2 separate regions of the Sus scrofa genome follow, and region 2 is linked to region 1. A link is a contact called in public HiChIP or PLAC-seq data. All regions are on one chromosome and are shown on one strand. Each heading gives the region's core, a stretch centred on a gene start, on an enhancer-like site or on the middle of the called end of the contact. The rest is flanking DNA. Distances are from core to core; before and after follow the strand shown.

Region 1 (6,393 bases), core at 599-3,098:
AAGGAGGGAAAGTTAATAAGTTGGCAGTGTCAAACTATAGACTCTCAGGAAAGTTAAAAAAAAAACAACAAAAAAACCAAACCTCAAGTTTTAAAAATAATAGTAAGGGGGTTCCCATGGTGGCTCAGTGGTTATGAACTTGACTAGTATCCATGAGGATACGAGTTCGATTCCTGGTCTCACTCAGTGGGTTAAGGATCCAGGGATGCTATGAGTTGTGGTGTAGGTCACAGACAGGGGAGGGCATGGGGAGGGTGGGGTGCTGGTCCTCTGATTCTTCCATTGCTGTGGCTGTGGCTGTGGCTGTGGCGTAGGCCAGTGACTACTGCTCCACTCAACCCTTAGCTTGGGAACTTCCATATGCTGTAGGTATGGCCCTAAAAAAAGCAAATATATGTTACAGGAAACTGGAGATACTTTCTGAACATACCAACTTTTTTCACCAGTCTGTTAAGAGTGGCCTGCTGTTCTCCAACTATGGGACTTTGATCCTCCTGATAACTAATTAAGCAAGGGTTGAAAATCCCTAAATGTCTTTTGTTCAGAATTTTTTAACAGTGGTTAAAAAATGTTCTGTCTTACAAAGGTCCAAGAGGTATGTGTGTGTATGTATTTCAAGTGAGTGCTAGTGAATAGACAGTATTCAAAATATACCATTACAGAGACATTAGACATTCTATAATGTTGAAGATTTTAAGAAATAAAGTGGAAATCATTGGTGTGGCTGTGCTGTGTGTGGACATACAATTAAAGCTCGAAAGACTGGGCATTTAGTGAATAAGCAGTATGAGTGTAATGAGTGCCACAGGTCCAGGTCAGCATTATGGAATTCATCTTTCACTTCTGAATTTTCTCTGGTCAGAGACAATGTTGGATTCAGATGAAGCTTAGTAATGATTGAAGTATAGTACACCAGGCCTGCCGTGTCTCTCAACCTAAGCTTACAATTGTGGAACACCCTAAAAGAAAAAATCCAGTGACCTCATTATGTAGTATTTGGCAGCTGTGGACACAGCATTTTAGCTGGGACTTTAATAGAGAAAAGACAGGACAGAGACAGTACACATCCTGTGAGATCTAGGTGTCCTTCTGAAGCATTTTAGTTTATAATTTAAGGGCTTTTTGCCTTCCTACTCCGAGCAGCCTGGACAGTTAAGAGTTCCAGTCAGCCCCTCCCTCCCCTGCCCTCCCTCCTTTTGGTCAATCCTTGGAACTTGCATACACCATGGATTTGGTCTCGATTTTTACAATTAAGTGGGTTTTGTGCTCTGGATGTTTGCCATAGAAGGGTCTAAATCTTTTTTTTTTTTTTTTTCCTTCCTTAAAATGTGTTACTCTGATGATGTAAGAGAAGCACAGCCTCTTAAGGAAAGAAAAGGAAGCCCGTGAACTATTTGGGAGGTTTTCATTTTGCATACACCCATGCTTTGCGAAAGACTTTAAGTCCGGGTCAAAATCATGCCCTTGCAAATAGGAAAATGTGGGCTTGGCTCATGCTTTTGCTGGAGTACATGTCCCCGGAGTGGGGCGTTCTTATTTTACTTCTTCCCACAAAGTTGATCGGGTTTCTCTCACGAGGAGAGGGCCCTCTGGGCCTAGGCCTCAGTGAAATGCAGGGGAGACCCCTGGGCGCCCCTTTGCGACGGGGAGGGTCCCCGGGGTGCTCTGGCGTTCGCGTCTCAGGCCGCTTTGTGAAGCAGGGTGTCGTACCGAGCCCCTTGCAGTGGGAAACGTGCTTCCGCGCTTGCTCCGAGGCCCGGCGGCCGCCGCCCTCCGGCCTCCGCGCGAGGCGAGGCGAGGCGAGGCGGGCCGGCCCGGCGACATTTCACGAGGCCGCTTGGCAGCCATTTTAGATCCTGCCCGCGCTGCGAGCTCCTGGCTGCCAAAAACTGCAGCCGCTCCGTGCCAAGACACTCTTGGCAGTGGAGATAAACTTTGTAGAGATACACAGTCCAGAAATATCTTATAATTACAAAGCACAGGGGGCAGAATGTTTTTACAATACAGCTGTGCTAATGTAAACATTTAATTTGGCAGCCTTCTCCACCCACTTTTCAATTAACCGGGTTTAGGCAGATACTTTAGGTCTGTAATAAACTTTATTGCTACTTCTCGTAGAGTACAGTTTATGAAACACAGATTGGAGGGGCTTTGTTGGGGGGTTTCCATGCATATAGGAAAGCACATGGTGAAGGTTGTGCTGCCATGAAGGGGAAGTGTAAGCTTTCTGTCTCAGAAACCGCTACAGGCCCGGCTTGACGGAAACAGTTGCTTTAAGGGGAGAAAACTGTGGGGGCTGTCTCCTTTGGCTTCTTCAGCCTGCGAGAGGATATTAATAGAAAGAGGTAGAATCACTTATATAGCTACAAAAAGACACTTGTGTTGGTGATCATTAAAAAAGATAAATGTCCCCTGCAATGCATGAGACTGTTTCAGAGATAAATTCCCAATAACAGTTCTTACAGATATAATTATAATAATTGTGTAATCGCCGTGATAATTATTCTTATAGAGTGAAAGAAATAATTTTCTATCTAAAGTAGCATTCAACTCTTCAGCTCACAAAGCTAGTCAATAGATCCTTTTCAGCTAACCTAGAAAAAAAAATGGTAGAGGTCATAGAGTTTTAAAGCTAAATTTGGTTTTAATTGACATTGAGAAAGGGAATTTTTTTTTTCATAAGGAATATGACATCACATTTCATGATAGCTCTTTGCATAGATGTGTTTACACATTTCTCAGATAAATTAGAGAATACCATATACATGCCAAACGTATGGATATTTCATTTTTTAAAGACAAAGAAGGCATTCAGCTCATATTTTCATGTCTTACCATTTAGAAACTTTGCCTTGATTCTGGTTTTTATGGTTTTTAAAAATTATCTTTTTTTTTTTTTTCTCCACTTAATGGTGGATTTTCATAATAGCAAACCATTCTTATATTTTCCCCTCAGGACTCCATTTGAGTGCCTCGTTTAGTCTGGCTCCAACACCATTCAATCTGTGGGGTGTGACCATAAAGTAATTTTCAATTTGAAGTTGTATTCTTCTGTTCAGCTCCCAAAGCTCATCACCAGATCCCTTTCAGCCATCCTGAGAGATGATAGTGGTCAGAGAATTTTGAAGTTGTACTCTTATTATTTTATAGTCTTGTTATTTTTATCCTCCAATAGCTCTTTTGCCATCATATTACCTTTATGCATTCTGCTCATCACAGCTAAACAAGGCATTTGCAATGGCTTTTATTCTCTCAGATGTTTTACTCTTTAAAAACAAAAATCAAACAAAAAATGTTTGTCTCACAGCTAAATCCGTGTGTGTGTGTGTGTGTGTGTGTGTGTGTGTGTATCATGTCAGTTCTATTTTCAAAATATAATACCTGAGGATACTGTTTATTTGTAAAATTTAAGCAGCTTATTTTACCTGTTAGCAAGTGATAAAAGCACAACACAGATTAAATTGTATGCTGCATGAAGAGAAGGACAAAAAATGTTTTGTCCTCTGCTGTAGACTGAGCTCCAAGGATGATGCATCATGGAATCTTTTGGTGCTCAATCTTGTGTTGGTGGTAGTTTTTTTAAAAAAATTCTTTTTATTGGGAGTCTCCTTTGTGGCTCAGCAGTTAATGAACACGACTAGGATCCACGAGGATGCAGGTGCAATCCTTGGCCTCACTCAGTGGGTAGGATCAGGTGTTGCTGGGAGCTGTGGTTGTAGATCACAGATGCGGCTCCAATTTGGCATTGCTATGACTGTGGCGTAGGCTGGTAACTGTGGCTCCGATTCACCTCTTAGCCTGGGAACTTACATATGGCACGGGTGAAGCCCTAAAAAGCAAAACAAACAAACAAACTTTTTGTTAAAGTAGAGTTGATTTACAATGTTGTGCTAATTTCTGCTGTACAGGAAAGCGAGCGACCCAGTCATTCATATATGAATACACACACACACACATATATATATATATATATATATATATATATATATATATATGTATATATCCCTTTTCTTATATTATCTTCCATCACGGTCTATCCCAAGTTGTTTTTTTTTTCCCCTAAAATAAACAATGGGTAAATCTAGTAAGTACAAGTTGGAATCCTAAATACTAACTGTTAATTAACTGTATAAATTGGTAGGTCATTATGAAACTTTTCTTTGGATTGTTTTATTTTTCTTTGGGAAATTAATGCTCTTTGTCTCAATTTCTTCATGGACGGTGTATCCAAGATAATATCCTTTCTGCAGCTGAAATGAACTCCCTGAATTATACAGGACAGAGTACAATAGAAGGAGGTCACAGTCTTGTGCAGGGAAGCAGCATCTAAGCCGCCAACCAGGAGGCAGTGTTAAAAGGCCTTTATTGGAGATATGAGCAAGGTGTTGCAGGCCTGGGGGTTGGCCTCTTTAGGTGGGGGAAAGTGAGATTCAAGGAAGATAGACAAAATTCAAGGCCTTCGGAAGGTGAGTTAGGAGTTCATCTAGCTGTGAAAAAAGGGATATTTCTGAGATAGAATCTGTGCGGGCAAAGGCATAGAGCCTTGCACTTGCACAGCGTGTTCTAGGAGTTTCCCCGGCATGTTGGAGCTTAGGCATTGAGAAGTTAGATAGAAGAAGAGGTGCAAGGTGAAGTTGTCTGATGGCCTAGTGAGCAGTGCGGCTGGGCTAGGACCAGATGATGAACAGTTTTCAATGCTGTGCTAAGGATGTCATAGATTGTTATGGGCAGTCATGAGCTATCAAAGTGTTTTAAGGATTGAAATGGTGTGCTTCCTGCAGGCAGTGCAGAGGATGGAGTCTGACTTTATTGTGAAGAGGAAATTCTCTTTGCCTGAGGAGGTTCAGACTATTGTCAGATGAGACATGAAGGCTCAAGGAGGTATTTTAGTAGCATTTTGGAAGGAGCTGAGGGAGTGGCCTTAAGAGATGGAATTTAGGCCAACAACTTAATGTGAGGTTTTAGGAAGATGGGGTTTCCATCTCCCTAAATGGTGTATGTGGGTGCTATTAATTGAGGTGTGGATGAGGGTGCTAAGAGTGTGCAAGAATTGTGCACTGGTGATATCAGTAGGAATTTGCAGTTAAAAAGAGAGGTTAGGAGTTCCCATTGTGGCTCAGTGGCTAACGAACCTGACTAGTAACCATGAGGATGTGGGTTTGATCCTTGGCCTCCCTTGGTGGGTTAAGGATATGGCATTGCCGTGAGCTGTGGTGTAAGTCACAGACTCGGCTCGAATCTGACATTGCCATGGCTGTGGCATAGGCTGGCGGCTACAGCCCTGATTCCATCCCTAGGCTGGAAACCTCCATATGCCGCAGGTAAGGCCCTAAAAAGATAAAAAGACAAAAAAAAAAAAAAAAAAAAAAAAAAGAGGTTAGGACTAGAAATAGAGCTTTAGAGTTCCCCTCCAATGGATCACATTTGTAAACATGAAGCTGGTTGAGTTTGTTCAGAGGAACAAAGGAAGACAGGATGGAGGTCCTCTCAGGGGATTGTGAGGACGGATGTGTAGCAGGTCTCCTGATGAGGAGAGAGCCATGAAGATTGGAAGGGAGCCCCAGAAAGACAGACTGAGAACTAGGAAGGATTGGTTTCCCCAAAGGAAAAGGGAGGGAGAATTTTTAAAGGTTGGGGGTACTTAGTGTCCAAAGTCAATTAGGTAGAATCTGGGACGGTCAAGGCAAGTTGTGGCTTATAGAAACAGTAATTTTGGGAGTTCCCATTGTGGTGCAGAGGAAACAAATCTGACTGGTATCCTTAAGGATGCGGATTAGATCCTGGCCTCCCTCAGTGGGTCGGGGATCCTGTGTTGCTGTGAGCTCTGGTGTAGGTCCCAGACACAGCTTGGATCCCAGCTTTGCTGTGGCTGTGGTGTAGGCTGGGAGCTGTAGCTCCGATTTGACTCCTAGCCTGGGAACCTCCATATGCTGTGGGTGTGGCCCTAAAAAGCAAAAAAAAAAAAAAAAAAAAAAAAGTAATTTTGGAATGAGGTCACAACATCTAGACATTTTGACTCTGAAAACTTGATATTAGGCATAAAGACTATATTTGCTCATTTTAAATGGTGGTCAGAGAGTACCAAGTTTTGCTTTTTACCCCTCCGTGTAACTTCAGTGAGAGAGATTCAGTCATACTGCAGTCCTGGGTTGCTTATGGGATGAGTAGTCAGTAGACCTTGAGAAATATCTAGCAGAAAACCATGGTTATGTTTATATGTAATCTTTCTCTTCTAATTCCGAGGGAGATTAGCATTTTTTTCCCATCTAGCTTCACCGCTGGCTACTATATTGAAAGCAACAGAAGCCACTTTGAAATTTTTTGTGAGTTTTGGAGATGGCATGAACAGTCTCATAGAAAATAAAAGGAAATGTGCCCAACCACTGAGCACAC
Region 2 (6,474 bases), core at 3,647-6,146, 630 kb after region 1:
AGTAGTGACCCTTTTGAGACTGGTGTGAAATACATTCAGTTTCCAATCCAGCCTACCTAACTGCCCCTTTGATTTCATCTGCATTAAAATCTGGAGAATTAAAACACACACACACACATACACACACACATCTACCACTTTCCCTTATATTCCATCTACCCTCTTAAAGAAATAACTCTGTCCCAATAATAAATGCTCCCCATTTCAGCCTCTATATTTGTCAAATAAAAAAAAAAAAAACATGCTCAAGAAGTTCCGTGGTGGCTCTGCAGATGAAGTCACTGGCACAAGTCACTGCTGTGGTGTGGGTCACTGTTGTGGTGTGGGTCACTGCTGTGGTGCAGGTTCAATCTCTGGCCCAGAAACTTCTGCATGCGTGGGTGCAGCCAAAAAAAAGACAAAGAGAGAAGCCCGTACAACACTATAATAATTTTTAGTTTAAAAGTCCCTTGAACAATTATAAATCTGTGCTATTTAAAATTTTAAATGACTCAGTCTTACATATTGAAGCTAATGTTAAGAAAATAGAGAACTATGTCTTTTAGAATGCTCACTTCTGTAAATTCACAGAGCAGCATGCTAAATGCAGAGAGGATTTTCTTTTTTTTTCTTTTTCGGAGCTTGGACAGGTCTCATCAGCCCATGTGCAAATGGGTATTTTTTTTAACAAATGGATTGTAACAATTATCCTAAAGTACGAATATGATCATATGTGAGCCAAAGTGTTACACCGATCAGGTATTAGTGAAGTTTTGTCTTAGTTCCAATTTAGTAAGATAGGAAGCAGTTATTTCATCTTCTCTGGAGTATTGCAAAGTGATTGAGAAGGGGAACAGATAAAGAAAGGGAGAGAGAGAAGGAAAGCTAGTACTTACAGATACCACCACTATTCTGCACTTCAACCTGCCTATACATTTTTAACACTCTTGGCAATTTTCCTGTTAATTGTTATTATCTCATTTTTCAGATTGGATAGCTGAGTTTTAGAGATGTTAAGTAAATGTCCTCAGTCATACAGGATAAAGTCTAAGGTTTGCCTTGTCTCCAAAACCCATACTCCCTAATCTACACCACTGTGTTCAAATAAAAAATGTTGTAGTATATTTATCCAGAAGATTGGTGTATTTCCTCCACCTCCTACTTAGTATTGAACTTCAATTGTATCTTCAGTGGAATTGAAACTACTCTTTAGTTGTCAATAGGTTTTTGATACCTCTTTCATACCTGATAGGAAGAAAGACAATTTTAGTCACAGCTTCTACCATCACTCTTTGCATTTGTTGCCTTTACTTAATGCCTAACATAATAGTCGGAATCACCATACTAAATATTTCTAAAGTGTACATTTATTTTGTCATTTGGTAAATATGATTCTAATTTGATTTTACATAAGTCATTTTTATTTGCCAAATGTATTTCCTTTCTATTTCACTTTAACTGATTATTGGTTTGTAAGAATCCTATGAAGAGCCACATTTTTAGTGGTAATCTTTATTTTTTTAAGTATACTTGATTTACAATATTGTGTTCATTTCAAACATCCAGCAGAGTGATTCAGTACTTTTGCAGATTGTATTCCATTGTAGGTTATTATAAGGTAATGGATATAATTCCCTGTGCTATACAGTATTTCCTTGTTGCTTATCTATTTTATGTAGAGTATTTGTATCTGTTAATCCCATACCCCTAATTTTCCTCTCCTCCTTTCCTTCTTCTCTTTGGTAACCACAAGTTTGTTTTCTGTATCTGCAAATCTGCTTGTGTTTTGCATATACATTCATTTGTATTATTTTTCAATATAGATTCCATATATAAATGATATCATATAGTATTTATCTTTCTACGTCTGATTTATTTCACTAGGTATAATATTTTCCAGGTCCATCCATGTTGCTGTAAATGGCAGTATTTAATTCTTTCTTATGACTAATATTCTCTCATGTGTATATATATCACAACTTCTTAATCCAATTATCCATCAGTGGGCACTTGGGTTGCTTCCATGTCTTGGCTATTATAAATAGTGCTGCTATGAATATTGGGGTGTATGTATCTTTTTGAATTAGTGTTTTCTTTTTTTCTGGATGTATTCCCAAGAGTAGAATTGCTGAATAGAATTGTAGTTCAATTTTTAGTTTTTTAAGGATAATCCATACTATTTTCCATAGTGGCTGTACCAACCCAATCTACAATCCCCAGCAGCAGTGTAGGAGGGTTCCCTTTTCACCACACCCTCTCCTACATTTGTTATTTTTAGACTTTTAACTGTTTGACTTTTCTCAGTTTTATATGAGGACTCTGCAGATCAATTGAGAACTTGTTCTTATTTCCTGCTATTGCTCCTATGTCTCTGGTAGTGCCTAGTACAGAGTAGCTAATCAATCAACCATCATTCCCACCGCCCCTCAGCACACTCTTCTTACTTTTGTTTTTTCCACTTACAGTGACATGAAATCACATGAATTTGATAACACACAAAAGATGTAGTCAAACTGTTAGCTTGTATCTACTGTGTTGAGCCTTCAACATGTAATATTACATTAATTTTCACAACATTTCCATGAGGTTGGTACTGTTATAATGATTATTTATTATTATTTGTCATTTAACAAAACCAAAGCTTGAGAGGGTTAGCAAGAATTTCTGATTTGAACTCAGACCTAGACTTCTCAGACTCAGGAGGAGCCCTTGTATATATCCACCACAGGAAACTGCTTCCTAAGAAAGTTAGGAAACTGGTGTATTGATGAAGCCATCAGGGCAGAGTAGAACAATCAAATAACATATTGAGTAATGAAACAAAAGTAAGTCAAAGAATTTCCTGCAGATAAATCTCCATAAGAGTAAATACTGCAACTCTAGTTTGTCTTAGTATCTTCTGTTCTCTGGCATCTAATTTGGTGGAAGGATGAGAAGAACAGCAAAGAGGGCTGAGGTAGAGCTGGAGAAACTCACAAACTCTTGTCTCTGCATCCATAAACCTGGATAACAGTCAATCTCTCCTCATCAAAATAATGGTGCTATTACTGCCTTGATGCCTTAGGAACCCCTCCTATCACCGTACTTGTTGCCGCTCCCATGACATCTTGCGTACCAAGTAATAATAATGCCTTGCCATATTGCTGCTGATCTTACTGTCAGCTTTTGGTCTGGGCTTGTAACTGTTGTGTCACTAACTTGATCTTCACCCAATAGATATAATCGGTTTTAGGCATTCTACCATTAGAACCATCTCTGGCTACAGTGCCTGACAGAGATACCTCCTCCACTAAACAGGACAAAACTAGTTCACACCATAAGTATGGATTCCTGCTCTGAGATGTATATGCCTTCAGTATTCTGTGCCAAGCTGGTATGAGGAGGATTCAATATGCCTTCTTTTTTCCAGGAGCAAGAAGATTCTGCTTCCCCAGGGTACAGGAGCTATGCTTTCTTCCCATGTGTGATATCTATGGGCTTTTTCCCTTTCAGTGCTGTGTTTCTTCTATGAAAATCATATGTAATCAGGGTACTGTCATTCTTTGTGAAAAACTCTTAATTTTCCCTGTGAACTGGAAATAATAAAGTAGAGTCAAATACAATGGTAGCCAGAGAAGGAAGATGTTATTTTCCTCCGTCTCCTTTTCCTAGCCTTCTATCCAGTCGACCTCCATAGAGCTAGCTCTAGACCAGACATAAACTGATACCAGAGCAAAGGACAGTCAGTGGGAATGACACAAGGCAGCCACAGGGTTGGCAGAAGTAAATGCAAAAGAATCAGCAAACAATTACAAAGGAGACATCGACTAAAGAGAGGAAGGACCTGCCAATATGGTACAACTCTCCATTTGCACATGGTGTTTACATTCAGAATCAGTCAAATCACACATTCCCCACCAAGACTTTTGTTTGGAAAAGTTCTGTGGCTCCTCCAACTTCCTTGTACCTTGTGTAGATGATCACCACCATAAATAGCCTGATGACTAGTTTCCAGCACATCTTCCCTAGTGTCCCTAAAAGGCAAATCAAATGCCAAGGTTCTTGAAGAGTTTAAAGCTTAAGGATGTGGGTTTTATCCATCAGGGTATTAATTATCCTGTGTAAATTAAAATTACCATCAGATTACCAACTTTAATATCACTTAAGAAAAAATACAATTTAGGCAAAAATGGAAGAAATTCAAATACCTAGTTACACACTACATTTACTCAAGATAAATGAAGCATTACTATTTATTCTTGCTTAATCTACTAAGCAGGGTCGTTTTATTTCCCAGACCTAAGTAGAACCCAATATGACTACCTTCCTAGCATCAAAATTTGTCTGATGTGTTCACATTGGCAGTACTTCAAGCTTGAGGACAGCAGAGCCATTTCAGGCTGTTCTCTGTACTTAGGTGCCAAGAAGCCTTAAATTAGCTACTTACTCTAATTACTCTAAATAGAAACTTAGCTGTTCATGTGTCCTTCTAGAGCAAAGGACTCAGAATCCTTCTATCACACCCTGAGAGAAACGCTCTCTAAGACTCAGTGTTAATTCTGTGGCTAGAGTGGAAAAATAAGGAAAATATCAGAAGCCACAAGTCTGGCTCATGTATAATCCCATCATCATGTCTCCATTTATCCTAAAAGGATGTGTTCAACAATCCAAACCAGACTCTGCTCTTTACAATTTGAAGTAGGTCAACTTTTTTTTTTTTTTTTTTAAGGGGTCAAAAACCCTTTTAAAAACAAGTTGAAGAGGAGAGAGTAGTTTTTAAAAACAATCGCCTAGCTATTTCTTAAGGCTGGAATATGCTGCAAAACATGTAAGAAAAGTAGAAAAAAAAATTTAAAGGAGATTTGGAAGAAGGGGAGAGGAGTGTGGTGAAAAGTAAACCAATAAACAAAAGAGCACAACTGTCAACCGCCAAAGGCAGATCTATGATCTCTTCCTCGTGGTTGTTGATCAGCCTGCCAAGTACAGCAGAGGAATGCCACGCCCTTTGAAGACAAACTAGTAGGAAATAATGTGGCCCTTTATTCAGAACATAAAAAAGAGCTGAAATTATGTATGTTTCATGGGATTTGAAAAGTGATTTAAAACCCTTAAGCATCAAATGTCTAAAACATGAATAAGATTAACCTCTGAAAGAAATGTAAAATTTACTACTCCTAATAAAAATACACTATTCATGCCTTACTTCTAAACTGAGCTGATGAGCAAAAACAGTTATAGGTCAGCACAAGCACATTTCCAAAATGATTGGTTCAGGCAAAGGCTTATGAAATGAAACTGTAGATGATGGGACTTATATCATCAGTCTTTTACTTTTGTACTTTTTGAACATCATCCAAAAATACTAATCCACTGTTGAAATTCTATGAAAGGGAGCAAGAAGAGAAATATTCTACCTATTGCAATCTTCCAACTGAAAGCATTCACATCCTGCTGCAAATGTATCAGAGCTGTATCACATCCTTTGGTGAATGTGCCCCCTCTTTTGTTTTGGTTTTGCTGTGTTAAATCTTTTTATAGAAGTTTAATGTCTGGCAAGAGCATGTTTCCAAGTTTTTTGGTTTTTTTTTCTACCTTACCCCCTGACTTTACATGAACCTTACCAAAAATTAAAAAGGAAATGGAAAAACTCAAGCATATATTCAATTTGCCACAACAAAGTTTGGCTTTAAAAAAATTTTGTTTTAGGAGTTCCCTTCGTGGCTCAGCAGAAATGAACCCGACTAGTATGCATGAGGATGCACGTTTGATCCCTGGTCTGGCTCACTGAGTTAAGGATCCAGTGTTGCTGGGAGCTGTGGTGTAGGTCACAGACTCCTCTTGGATCCCGCATTGCTGTGGCTGTGGTTATGGCTGGCAGACAGCTCCTCCAATTCGTCCTCTAGCCTGGGAACTTCCATATGCATATGCTGCACATGAAGCCCTAAAAAAAAAATTGTTGAGGAGAGAGAGGAAAATTAGACTAAAGGTAATTATTTATGCATCATCTTCATCATATACCCTATGCAGACTTTTAGCAAAACTGAAGAGGCATAGAACCACAGCATTTTATATACGGAAGTGTGCCTATGTTTTCTAGCCCTTGTAGTTTTAATTTCATATTAACCCTCTATTATTTATTATAATTAGTATGGAATATAATCTCATTAAACTCTCTTTTTGATGTAATGCAGATTCTTAAAAGCTAAATCTGAACTTCTACATTCTTCTCGAAGGCAAAAAGAAACAGAAACATGAGTCCTCTCACAGGACAAAACTACTAAATGTTTCTTCACTGATGGTCTGCCTGTGGCCGCCACTGAGGTGGGAATCAATCGTGCCTCCTGCTTGTTGGGGAAAATATCACTTCCTGTTGTATCATTCAGATTTTCTCCAAATTACAGTCACATCCACATCCACACAAAATTAATCCACACAATGCAGTTCCTGTCGTGGCTCAGTGGTTAACGAATCCGACTAGGAACCATGAGGTTATGGGTTCGATCCCTGGCCTTGCTC

What was found. HiChIP or PLAC-seq counts read pairs in DNA pulled down with a chosen protein or histone mark.
Region 2: an H3K27ac HiChIP or PLAC-seq map of skeletal muscle shows a contact between it and region 1. The contact joins two enhancer-like sites. A contact is called at or near these places in 2 of 47 Hi-C or Micro-C datasets (retroperitoneal adipose tissue and subcutaneous adipose tissue) and 1 of 2 datasets of contacts at active chromatin or transcription factors (skeletal muscle).

What each region holds. Positions count from the first base shown.
Region 1 is chr1:208,295,138-208,301,530 of Sscrofa11.1, forward strand. The region is part of intron 2 of NFIB (nuclear factor 1 B-type); the gene reads left to right. Among named protein-coding and RNA genes, the nearest start is that of NFIB, 120 kb to the left of the region's middle. Within about 2 kb of position 1,849, at least 35 of the 83 cell types and tissues checked have an H3K27ac peak or open chromatin away from gene starts, as enhancers often do. A contact at or near this core is called in skeletal muscle, where this site is marked.
Region 2 is chr1:208,923,910-208,930,383 of Sscrofa11.1, forward strand. All of the region lies in intron 1 of LOC106509171 (a long non-coding RNA gene), which reads left to right. Among named protein-coding and RNA genes, the nearest start is that of MPDZ, 250 kb to the right of the region's middle. Within about 2 kb of position 4,897, at least 3 of the 83 cell types and tissues checked have an H3K27ac peak or open chromatin away from gene starts, as enhancers often do. A contact at or near this core is called in skeletal muscle, where this site is marked.